Regions from separate parts of the Mus musculus genome. Here region 1 is linked to region 2. Evidence: chromatin contacts called from public promoter capture Hi-C data. All regions are on one chromosome and are shown on one strand. Each heading gives the region's core, a stretch centred on a gene start, on an enhancer-like site or on the middle of the called end of the contact. The rest is flanking DNA. Distances are from core to core; before and after follow the strand shown. Region 1 holds the start of Tnip1 (TNFAIP3 interacting protein 1). Region 2 holds the start of Sparc (secreted acidic cysteine rich glycoprotein).

What was found. Promoter capture Hi-C pulls out the DNA fragments that hold promoters and counts their contacts.
Region 1: a contact with region 2 is called in a promoter capture Hi-C map of stem cell-derived epiblast-like cells, with 3 times the contacts expected there. The contact joins the promoter of Tnip1 here to the promoter of Sparc in region 2. A contact is called at or near these places in 5 of 39 promoter capture datasets (the 3T3-L1 cell line, embryonic stem cells, hippocampal neurons and 1 more) and 8 of 115 datasets of contacts at active chromatin or transcription factors (embryonic stem cells, epiblast stem cells, extraembryonic endoderm stem cells and 3 more).

What each region holds. Positions count from the first base shown.
Region 1 is chr11:54,959,847-54,965,874 of GRCm38.p6, forward strand. It overlaps Tnip1 (TNFAIP3 interacting protein 1), which reads right to left and starts at 3,094. Exons shown (of 19, transcript NM_001199275.2): 1 at 2,987-3,094.
Region 2 is chr11:55,416,433-55,422,772 of GRCm38.p6, forward strand. Sparc (secreted acidic cysteine rich glycoprotein) reads right to left here and starts at 3,648. Exons shown (of 10, transcript NM_009242.5): 1 at 3,356-3,648.

The DNA.
Region 1 (6,028 bases), core at 1,844-4,343, 460 kb before region 2:
CTCCCCCTAATCCTCCACCCATGTGCTGGGTGGGACTAAAGTGTGGATCACTGCAATCGGCTTTTTCTTATGTGGGCTCTGGAGGTCAAACTCAAGTCCTCCACTTTACTGACTGAGCTATTCTATCACCCCTTCTTTACTTTTTTGAGCCAGGGTTTCATGTAGCCCAGGTTGGCCTCAAAATCACTCTCTAGTGAGGAAGACATTCAACTTCTGGTTTTCACGACTCCCTGTCCTGAGTTCTGGGATGTAGCCCCACATCTCCTTTCAACTCTCCTGGGGACTTAGCTTTGTGTGTGATAGGCTACCCTCTGCCTACTGAGCTAAGGTTCATTCCCAGGCTGGAAATAGAATTTTGAATCAAAGAAGTATGAGCCTTATTGTCTTAGAGTGGAAGATAAGGAGCCTGGGCTGGGGGAGAGTGGACCTGAGAGGTGGGGGTGGGAGCATTTAGCAATCCTGGATCTCTTCCTGGACTCTCAGCCCGAGGCAACCTCGGAACACAAAACCCTGTGTGGATTCTAGGTACTTTCTGCTCTTGGGTGTGTGATTATCAGAAAGGGAGATTTGGGTGATGGTTAACAGAGATAAGGAATGACAAACATGTGACCCTGACTGAAATGGGATTTGAGTGCTGGTGACGATTACAGACGGTGCTGGCCCACCCTACTCAAGACCCGGATTCCATCCCTAGTACCTCAGAGAACCGCCTGTGATGGCACACATTTGTAATCCCCACAGTCAAGGGGTGGAGGCTAGAGGATCAGAAACTCAAGGTCAGGCTCAGTTCCATAGGGGATTTGGGGCTAGCCTGGGATACATGAGACCCAGCCAGAAGAAAGAAGAAAGAAAAGGAAAAAATGGCATGTCAACTGGATGACTGCCCCAATCTTAGTTCTACAGAGGCAGAAGCATCAAGACCAAGAATCCAGAGCCAGCCTGGACTACATGAGACTCTGTCTCAAAGCAACCCCTTCTCATCAAATCATACACAAACAACAACAACATCAACAATGGCACTAAATTAACTGAGTCTGTAGTTTCAGCTCCCCTCAGCCTAAAAAGGCATTTTTAATTCTACCTACCTTCCTAGGCTATGAAGGCCACAGTTTTTTTCTGTGTTCATGCATCATCTTTTACATTTATTTTTATTTATTTATTTATTTATTACAAGTGTGTATCATGTGTGTATGTCTCCCTAGCACATGTCACAGCACATGTAATGGAGCTCAGAGGACTGTATGTAGGAGTCCTGTCTCTCTTACTACATGAGTCCCAGGGATTAAACTCGGGTTGTCAGACTTAGCAACAAGCTCCTTTAGCCCCTGAGCCATCTCTGCATCCCCCAGTCATCCTCTCAAGAGGAAGGAAAGCATTTGCATTCACAACTTGCCCTCTTCCCAGGACACCTCCCACCTCCTGAAGTCTGGGCTTTGATTCTGACCCTGACACTCACTCCTGGTCTGTAACCTAGCTTTCTAAGCAAGGCTATGGGGACAACAGCAGGGCCAGTTTGTGGCACACACAGAGAGAAATGGCCCTAGTGATAAGAAGCATGGTCATTGTGGTCTGGGGCAGCAGGGAGTGTGGATCTTCCTCTCTCAGGGGATCTCAGGCCTACTGCTGGGGCTCACTTTGCCTGGATCTCACTGAGAGCTGTCTGAGGAGGTGGCCTCTGGCCACGGCTGCTGGCTTCCTCGCCAGCCTTGTCCTCCTCTTTCTCCTCCCCGGCTCTTTCTCCTGTGTCCCTAACCTGCCTGTTATTCTCTGGTTTCTAGGACAATGACACCAGGGAAATTCCCAGCTCCTCATACACTGGCCCTGCCAGGCCCCTCCCACGGTCTCGAGGAGTCCTGGGTCTTTCCTTCTCTGGCTTCTCTCCCTCTGGCCCGCCTGACTCCAAATCAGAGTATCAAGCTGGCTCCAAACTGGGATCCTAGCTTGCTCCTCATCATCTTCCTGGAAGTGGGAAGAGATTAGTCCCTAAGGGAGGCAGACCCATAGGACCAGAACATTGCCCAATCCTGGGAAGCCCTACCAGGCCCCAATAGCATTTCTCTCTCAATCTACCCCATACCTTCTCATGTCTTCTAGAATCTCGCCACATTCCTCCCTCATTCTGCAGTCCAGAGGTCACTGTCAAAAGTCAGACCCAGCCTCTGGCCCTTACCTCCCCCAGCCAGGGACTTCCCTAGGCTGGCCCTCTGACCAGCTTCGGAAAAACTGGACTGCTTATTATCAAAAAAAGAAGTCCCCACCATCTGCCAGCCCTTGGCCCCACTCCCAGGGCCTCAAGTTCTCGGTGAAAGGTTCACCCTCAGAAGGAGCCAGTGGGCCTCAGAGCAAAGAAGTCTGGAGACAGGGGAGGGGTTCCTTCATTCCAGTGCTGAGGAGGGGCTCAACAGCTATTGTGTCCCCCAGGGAGCAAGATGGGTTTCCACCAACCTTCCTTGTTTGGGTTTAGACTTCCAAACTGCCCAGCTCATCCCACACCATCCCCCTCAAAATTCACATTCACACAGAGACAGACACCCAGACCATCCACAAACATAAACACTCCCATGGACCGATATATGTACCTGCTCCTGGGAGCCTGACACAAATGCAAACATGTCCTCTCACACACAAGAAAATATGGGAACAAGAAAGAGAAAAGTCCCCTTCACCCCTCAGAGAGAGGGATAGTACAGAAAAAGAGAAAGTCTCTCTTTCCTTCCCTTTGGAAAAGTTGCAGACATTCGGAGAGAAGATTGGTCAGAACAAGTACGAGGGAGAGAGACAGAGGTCAGAGGGCAAAGGAGGCTCAGGGAAGAACAGAGACACAGAATTCAAGGCCCTAGGTGGGCCCACCAAGCTAGGCTGGGGAGCAAAAGACCCCAGCTGGCAGAGAAGAGGAGGCCAAGCAGTTACTGACACACAGCTGGGAAGGTCTGGTGGCCTTGACATTACCGTGTGACGCTCCTGGAATCTGCCTTGTCACACCTACCTTCAGCCCAGGTCACTCATCCGAGAATGCACGAGGTGATCTGAAGATGTGCCCAGTGAGTGCGGCCATGCCTCCCTGTGTCCCTGTGAAGGTTGCTGGGCTTTCTGAGCTTCTGCAGGAAGGAGGGCTGGGCGGAGCTGACTCTGAGGCAGGAGGGGAATTCCCCCATGATGGAGAAGCCAGCCACCAGGCAGCCCCACAAGGCCGAGCTGAGGCCCCATCCCGCCTCTGGCAGAGCAGAGGGCCCTTTGCCAGCCTCCACCTGTTGCTCCCCAGGCTGCCTGTCACTTGTGGTAGATTCCAGGAAGGGGAGGGGGCTCTGGAGAAGAGCTGAGAGCCTGCTGGCTCCTGAGCTGGGCTGGGAATCAAGCAAAGGCAGGTACAAGGACACAGGCCACCTGGGCTGCCCTGCTGGGATGGCCTGGAGATATATGTTTCCTCTTTTGTTCAAAGTGGGGGATTCCAGTGTGCGTGGCCTTGGGGAAATCTCCAGGCATCCTGCTCACGTCCTCCTGTCTTGTTCCTGCCTCATCTGCTCCCAAGCATCCTCTCCAGAGGAGGAAAAGTTTCTCATTCTTCCCCAGATGCTGAGTCTTGCTGAGTCTCACTTGGATGTCCAGCCACACTTGGAAACCCTTGGCCCGTTCTGAACCTGCCAGCTGCAGTCTGAGCATGCCACTTCCTCCTGAGCTTTGTGTGATGGTTATTCTCTATGATCAACTTCACTGGATTTAGAAGTCTCGAGGAGATACACCTGGGGTGTGCCTGTAAGGCCTTTTCCAGAGAGGTTTTCCAAAAGAGGGAAGACCCACCTTGAATGTGGACAGCACTGTCCGGGGAGGCTGGGGTTCCAGACTGAATGAAAAGTGGGGATCAGGAGAGGGTTGTTCAAGCACTGTTTTCTGCTTTCTCTGCTCTTCCTGATCCACTAGATGTGAGCGAGCCCCCGGATGCACTTGCCACCACAGCTTAGAGCCACTCCCACACTGCCAGGCCTTCCTACCAGAGTGGACTGTATCACCTCAAACTGGGAGCCAACATAAACCCCTCCTCTAAGATGCTGCTTGTCAGTCTTTTGTCACAACAAATGACTGCTCACACATGCACGTGTCACTGACCCCCATCTCACTCACTGTCACACCCACTGCAAAGTGGGAAACTGAGTCTTGCTCTGTCTGCTTTCTGCAACTGTACCAGAAGCCAAAAGATGCTTTGTCGACACCCCTTGTAAACCACTGACTACATATATAAAGTTACCCACTGCCATTCACTACCTGCCACAAAAATGTCTGAGGAGATAGGAAGAGGCCACCTGGGTGAGAGAGGCTTTCTTGATTATCCCTAGTTCAGGACTGTCCTATCCAACTGAGTGACCATTATCCACATATGGTGGATCAAATGTAAATTAACTAAACCTAAATAAAAGCAATAATTGAGGAAATGAGGAAATAGCTCAGTGGGTAAAGTGCTCACTGATTTTGAGCCCCAGCACCCAAATTTAAAAGTCTGGTGTAGATACACACAGGCCAGTGCTGGGGAGGCAGAGACAGGATATCTGGGATCTGTGGGTCAGCCAGTCTAGCTAAACTGATGAGCCGGAGGCAGTGAGAGAACCTGTCATAAAAAACAAGATGGTTGTCACCTAAGGAGTAACACCTGAGGTTCACTGCTGGGCTTCACGTATATGTACACACATATGCACATGTCCTACACACTCACACTCACACACACATACACACACACACACACACACACACACACACACACACACACACTCAGTTCCTTAATAGCATTAGGCACCTTTCATTGTGATGTATAGCCAGGATGACAGCTGTTCCTACATGTGACTTGAGGTTACAGGTGTGTACTACTATGCATGTGGCTTTGAGCCCTTGAAGAGTGGTCAGTGCCATGAGGAAGATGGTATGGTGTAGAAAAGAGTGCTAGACTGGGAGTCAGGAAACCCCTAACTAAATTCACTTAGAAGTCATTTCTCCTGTCTGGTCTTCAGTTTCTGAATACCACATGGGCCTACAAGTCTGTCCATTCCCTGCACCATTGCAGAGGGTGTTGTTGGATGGCACTGTTCTGGAGGCTGTGGCATATGATCAGATAGTTACAGCAAACACTGGAAAAGATGTGTTTTGTCAGGAAAAATATTGCAGGGAGCTGTAGGTACCAGGGCAGATGTCTAGTTGGGATTTGGGAGCCTGGGCAGCCTTCCTGCAGGAAGTGACTTCTCAGCTGAGACCTGAAAAAAATCAAGGAAGAACACAAAAAAGGATGTTCACCACAAAGGGAATAGACTCTGTACTGAGAAGTGTCTGCACAAAATACTGGCAACCACTCGTCCCAAGTGTGACATGGAGTTTGAAGAAGGGAGAACTAAAGATATAGGCACACATCTTGCACACAGCCCATGGCGAAGGCCGGGCACACGGAAGGGGAGCTGGGGCAGAGTTTGCTGAATTCTTTTCTCAGTGGCTTCTGTGCGCTTGAGGTCGGGATTGCCCAGGGAAGGATGGGAGAGCCTCTGACTATTGCATCACTTCACTTCCATTGCAGCAGGAAGTGAAGGCCAGACAGAGGAAGTGACTTCTCCCTGAGTAACTTGGGGCCTTCCAGACTCTTAGTCCAGTGCTCAATCCCACATCATACTCTCTTCCTCAAGGCACTGGGCACTGTCAAGAACAGGGCTGGGTGGTGCGAATCTGTAAACCCAGCATGGGGGAGGCTGAGGCAGAAGTGAGTTTGAGGTCAGTCTGGCTACATAGTGAGATCCTATCTCAAAAAATAAACAAGGGAGCTGGAGAGATAGCTCAGCAGTTAAGAGTACAGCCTGCTCTTCCAGAGGTCCTGAGTTCAAATTCCAGCAACCACATGGTGGCTCACAACCATCTGTAATGAGATCTGATGCCCTCTTCTGGTGTGTCTGAAGACAACTACAGTGTACTTATTTATAATAATAAATAAATCTTTAAAAAATAAATAAACAAAGGGACGAGAGAAGGCTCAGCAGTTAGAGCATCCATTGCTGTTGTA
Region 2 (6,340 bases), core at 2,398-4,897:
GCCGGCCTCAAACTCACCGAGATCTGCCCTCCTCTGCTGGGATTAAAAGTGTGTGCCACCACCACCCAGCTCAAATTAAAAAAAATATATTGTTAAAATATTTTTTAAGATGTACTTAAAGAATCTCTCTCCCTCTGTGTGGTGTGTGTGCGTGTACATGCGTGCGTGTGTGAGAATATCACTGGAAAAAGAATGTGAGGGTGTGGCCACATCCTGCACTTATTTTTAGCTAGGCTGGTGGTAAAATCTACATATTTAAACTCTGTGCCCCATGTGTTCGCATTTGCCAGTTTATCTCCCCAGACTCATCTGCTGGCCTAAAAGACTTCCACAGGCAAACATGCTTTGCCTCGTATCCTCTGCTGCTTAAAGCTTATTTTCAACACGGAAAGCTGCCGCTGGAAATAGCAAGCCCAGCTGTGCATTGGGCTGCAGAGCCCACAGCTGGATTGAGGATAGTGCCTCCCGAGCCTTCTTCCTATTTCCTCTCCTAAATCAAGAAAGGAGGCTGCTGTTAAACATGCAGGATGCTGCTCCTTCTAAGGAAACCAGTGACTGGGACTGGGTTCATTCAGAGAACATCTAGCTCAGATCATCCCCACCTGACAGATTGGGAAACTGAGGCTAAGACAGGTTAGCGTCTTTCCCAATGTCACCATTGAGCTGTAACCCATGCTTTTGACCAATACCCTCCCTCTCTTCCTTCCTTCCTTCCTTCCTTCCTTCCTTCCTTCCTTCCTTCCTTCCATGTCTGTGTGTGATGTATATATGGTGTGTGTGTGTGTGTGTGTGTGTGTGTGTGTGTGTGTGTGTATGTGTGTAAGCCAGAAGTCAATGTCTTTTTCAGTTGTTCTTTACCTTTTCTTTGTTTTTCTGAGACAAGATCTTTCTCCAAATCCCTCAGTAGTCTGGAATTCACTTATATAGACCAGGCTGGTCTCTACCTCCCAAAGACCAGCCTGCCTCTCCCTCCTAAGTGCTGAGATTAAAGGCGAGTGCCACTAAACCCCACTACCTTATATTTTGAGACAGGGTCTCTTACTAACCCGAAGCTAATGAGTCAGCCAAGTGAGCTCTACAGACTGGCCTGTTTCTGGTAGCACTGGGATTAGAGACATGGGTCACCACACCTGGCTCCCCAGGTGGGGGGTAAGGAAAAAACCTGGCGTCCTCAGGCTGATGCAGCAAGCACTTGATCACCAGTCTTTCTCTAGGGGAGGATGCATTACTCTTGAGAAACTGACAAGAAGATCCCCCAAATTGAAATGAATTTAAGCAATGTATTTTTAAAAATATTCCTGTCACCACTTTTTACTAAGAAGATGTTCTCTGGACCCCAAATGTTGGAGCAGCCAGAAGAAAAAGGACTTTGAACAATCCCCTTTGTGCTAAGAATCTTAGTCTCTTTAGAAGGGAGTGAGGTTGCAAAGTGCTCCCCCAGGGCATGCTTTAGCCCGTTTCATCCTGCCCCTTCTCCGAGGGACTGCTGCTTTTACCCGAAATAGGGAGGAAACCGGAGTTCCGGAAGACAGATTAGTTCAAGGCCAAATGACACTAAGCACAGATCCAAACCCTCTGTCCTGCAAAGGGCAGATCTAGCGAGGCTTATCACAGTCCTGGGGGCCCTGGGACGTGGGAAATGGGGACAGGGCAAGAGTTTGCTGTGGTCCTTGTATCTGGGGCAGGGGTGAGGTGCGGTGGCGGCAGCCGTGGCAGCGGTTTGGGGGGACTGGAACCTAAAGGTCCCTGAGCGTTCCCAGAGTCCCCTCCCAGCCAGTACGCAGAGACCCTAGGGTGGGGGGGTGGGGGAGGTTGCCGTGGCAACTCGCATTCCTCTCGGAGTGAGTCACGGGAGAGAAGAGCCTCTTGGTGGGTGGGGCTTGGAGAAAGTTTCAAAAGCTGACTCCTTCTCCCAGAGCCACCCCACCCCCTCCCCCTCCCTCAGTGCCGCTCTGTCGATGTGGCAGCCGATGGCTAAGTTAACCAGAGTTAACTCTTCCCTCAACCACTTCTTTCAGGTTTAATCCTTGGCAAATACAAATTTGTTTCTATTTCCGAATTACACCTTACACCGTCACACCATTCTGGGGGTCTGCATCTGTTTGGGAATATCTTAAACCTAAAAGCTGTGGACACCCATCATCTCTTAAACACAAACAGAAACACTCATGCACGCGCACTCACATACACACACTAATTCCAGAGACTCTTTGAAGTTGCTTATTCGTAGACCACTTTATAGGCTCAATTAAGTGACCCTGCTTGGGAAGTCTTAGGGGAATTCGGGTACCCCAAAAGCTATCCCTCTTCCTTAGGACAGGAAGGCTACACTCAGGGGAGATGGCTATGTGAGATCGCCCACAAATTGCCTAAAGCTTGTTACCTCATGTAGGGTCCGCATCTCACTCCACTCCCTACACTAGGAAGGTTCTAGAAACTTAAAAGAGTTGTCAGTGGAGACACTCCCTCCCTGCAGGTGTGCTGTCTGTCCCTGAGGCAGATGCCTGATACCTGTTTGTCCCCCTTAGGTGAGGCTTATTTCCAGCCATTCTAGGAGTCACAGGAAGTTTACAGAACAGCTTGGAGCAGACAAGCTTTCAACAGGCTGAGTCTTGGATAGATTCAGTAGTAGCAAGAAAAGTGTCCTGGAGCTATATCTCTCTGTCTCCCTCCTCCCCATCACACCCTCCTCCCTGTCGTCTCTGGATTGTATCAAATTGTTGGCTTTCTCAGATGTCTAGATACGGTAGAAGCAATGTTAATGCCAGTGATGACCACCTCTCAGAATTAGGCTGGGAACAATGGCAACCCCAGGCTGGGAGAGACAATGGCATTTCAGACTGACTGAAATGCCACGGGGTGATGGGGTGGGGGTGGACAGAGATTGAAGGGACCAGAGCCTTCCCAGAGGAACTGACTAAAGGGAATGTCTTGCCTTGGCTGTTTACAGATCTGTTTATCCTTCTTGCAAAGTCCCATTTGGACAACAGTGCTCTGACCCAGAACTGGATGTCTGTTCTCCCAGAATAGGAAGCCAGACCCAACAGGCTGCCAGCCAGATTTTCTCTGGGTTGGCAGTCATGATGGGCAAATGAGGATCGGATTCTCAGAAAAGGAGGCAGCTGCCTCCGAGGGTGACAGAGGACAGACCAGTAGCCTCTGCCACCAGAGAACACAGAGAAAGCGGTCCCCGCAAACCATGGCTATTTTCTGCAGTGCTACAGAGACAACAAGTTCCCCTGTGAGTGAGCAACAGGTTTCCAGCTCACCTCCCCCTGAGACTGGTCATGGGGATGGGGCAGAGAGGAGATGATGAAGCTTACAGAAGGGCAGGGGCTGACAGGGAGGTGCATACCTCGGCACAGGCAGGCAGGCAGGCAGGCAGGCAGGCAGGCGGCAGAAGAGTTCTGGCGGTCTGAAGGGCTGCAGGAATGTGGAGGGGTTTAGAGGCGAGCAGCAGGAAGCCTCTTGGAGCTCTGGGCAGGGTCTGTCTCACCCTCCGCCTCCACTCAAAGGCCCTCCTCCTCCTCTGTCTCCTCCTTCCCCTGGCCTGCCTCCCCCTTCTCCCCAGAACCAAAGCTGTCTTTTCTTTCTCCCTTCCTTGCCTTGTGGTAGGCTGTGTGCTACCCAGACACCCTGGCCCCACCTGTCTCATCTGTTCTGGGGCTCCTGCCTAAACAGACATGAGGGTCAGGGCTGGAACAGCTGCTGGAATCACCTAGAACAGGCCAGGCCTTGTTCAGAGCCGAGGCTGCTGACTGAAGAGTCCTAGACATTAACCGAGAGAAGAGAGAGAGAGAGAGAGTCACAGAGGCACGGCTAAGCCCCTTGTCCTACTTTACACACAGCCAGCGAGTGAACTTGCCTGAGCACTCTCTTGGGCTTAGCAATGTACAGCAAGGCAGAGAGTGCACGCTGGCATGGCAGTGGGGGAGCAAAAGTACCCAGTTTTCTCAGTGCCAACAAAACAAGCTGCCACTGGTGATACTGGTGGCATCATCCTTGATAACGAGGCGAAGTCCCCTCTAGGTCTAGTGGCACCAACCACGGGTACGTGAAGGATTAGAACTAAGCTGGAAGACTTGCGCTGTCAGTACCTGACAAACTCAGAGCAATAATACTGATAGTCAGATCAGAAGCAATAGCAGGGTTGGTGGGGAAGCCACAGGCCTTTCATTTAGGTGTTGTTTGGTTTTGGAAGAGGTCGCACGTAGCCTGGGCTGACCACTCACTATGTAGCTGAGGATGACCTTGAACTATTGATCTTCCTACTTCTATCTACTTCCAGGGTGCTAGGATTACATGTGTGTGCTACCTACCATGACTATTTTATTTAGTGCTGAGGATTGACCTCGGGGCCGGGGGGGGGGCAGGGGGGGGTGTTAATGATTGTTAAGCAAGCATGCTACCAATGAAGCTGCATTTGCAGCCCAGACAGACACACCAGAAGAGGACATCGGACCCCATTACAGATGGTTGTGTGCCACCATGTGGTCGCTGGGAATTGAACTCAGGACCTCTGGAAGAGCAGTCAGTGCTCTTACCCGCTGAGCCATCTCTCCGGTCCCAAGAGGCCATTTTAATAACAGGGGCACAGGCTCACGCAGGGCAAACAGCTTACCCAGTAACACCTGACCAAAAGTGGTCTGAGAACGCTGAGTCTACATTTCAGCCCCACTCTTCTTTGGGGAACATGGACACTCCTCATCTATGCAGCAGCTCTTGACTGAACATTTTGGGCCTGCCTACCTGGGGAGGTACCAGAATAGACGTGGTGGCAGGAGTTTGGGGTGTGGCTAAAGGGATGCACCTCATGTGCAGAACCACTTCCTCAGTGATGCAGACCCCAAGGCTTCTCCCAGGGGGTCAGATCAGCAGAAACTTCCTGAAAGCGTAGATATCGAAGCAGCCATTGAGTTTGGATAACAGGGGACTGGAGAAGGTAAAAGAACAGTCTAGAGATAAGCTTATACACACCAGGATCCCTGCCTTCCCTGCCACGCCCTCATCTACCACACTCCTCCTGCTCTCCAGCCAAAGCAGTTTGGACTGGACCTTTCCTGAGCCTGGACCTTTCTCATCCTTCAGAACTCTATTCTAATGTCACCTCCTTAGATAAGCCCTCCTTGTCCACTCAACATATAAGTCTCCTTGCCTCTCTCACAGGAAGTAGACACCTCAACATCATCTCCCTCCCTCCCATACCGTATAGCACCATCTGCTGCCTTCCCTTGACAAGCAGCCCAGGAAAATGGGGGCTTTCATGCATCTGTCCGAAAGGTTTTTAGTTAGTTTTGCTTTGTTTGTAATCAGTGAGTGGCCTTCCACTATCCCGCCTGAAGAAAACAGAAGGGACTCTTTTCTTAGGGTTCCAGTCTGGGACAGAGACCCTCAGACCTCCTGAGTACCCGCACATTTTTCTGCAGAGAAGAGTTATGGCTTCCTTCAGGTTCTCTCTCCAAAGGGCCTGTGAAGAATCCTAAGGAGACTTTTGCACCTACATAAGACTCCTGAGTCTTCTCCTTGATCCAACAACTGGGAGCTTTAGGCCACCAAATTTGGGGTTCCAATAGACTCCCTAAGCATCTGCTCTGCCCATAGGACCGATGTCTATTTCCACAGGATTGCTTACTGCAGCTCTGGGCATTGAGGAGACTTAAATTAACTGAAGCCTCGTGCTTCAAACTAAGCAAAAAGAACTATACCTAGTACAGACTTTGGGTCATACCAAAGTTAGACCAAAGATAGAACAAGTTCACTTGGAGTGCAAGAGTTGGAAACCTGTTTGGGGCTGGGGATGCAGTTTGTGGGAATGCTACTGACGGTTCCTGGGAGGACAGAGATCCAGAATCTCACCGGCCAGCCAGGTGGCTCAGCAGGTAAAGATGCTTGTCACCAAGCATGAGAAGCTGAGTCCTAATCCGAAGCCCACACAGAGGAAGGGAAGACCCTACAGCTGCTGCAAGCTGTTCTTTTTCTCCTCCCCCCCCTCCCCCGGTTTACCCACTGTGGTGTTCTCACTCCACCCCCTGCCACAAACACACAAACAAATAAGAGGAAAAAAAGAGAATGATTGAAGTCCCCAGAGGATTTGAATTTAGAATTAAAGCATGCCAAGGCGCAGAAGTCCTGCAGAAAGACTGACCCTGATCATGACAGGGGACAGAAGAGAGGGCTGGGCCTCCTGCCTCACTCGGGGCTTCCCAGGGAGGGAAGGAAGAGGCAAAGGAAGCCTGGTTGAGCTCCCTATCTGCCACTAAGTCTCCAACAACACTAGAACACCTCGAAACCCTTTAATCTACAAAGTAAATCTGTGCTCATTCCTAGCCCTGTCTCAGCT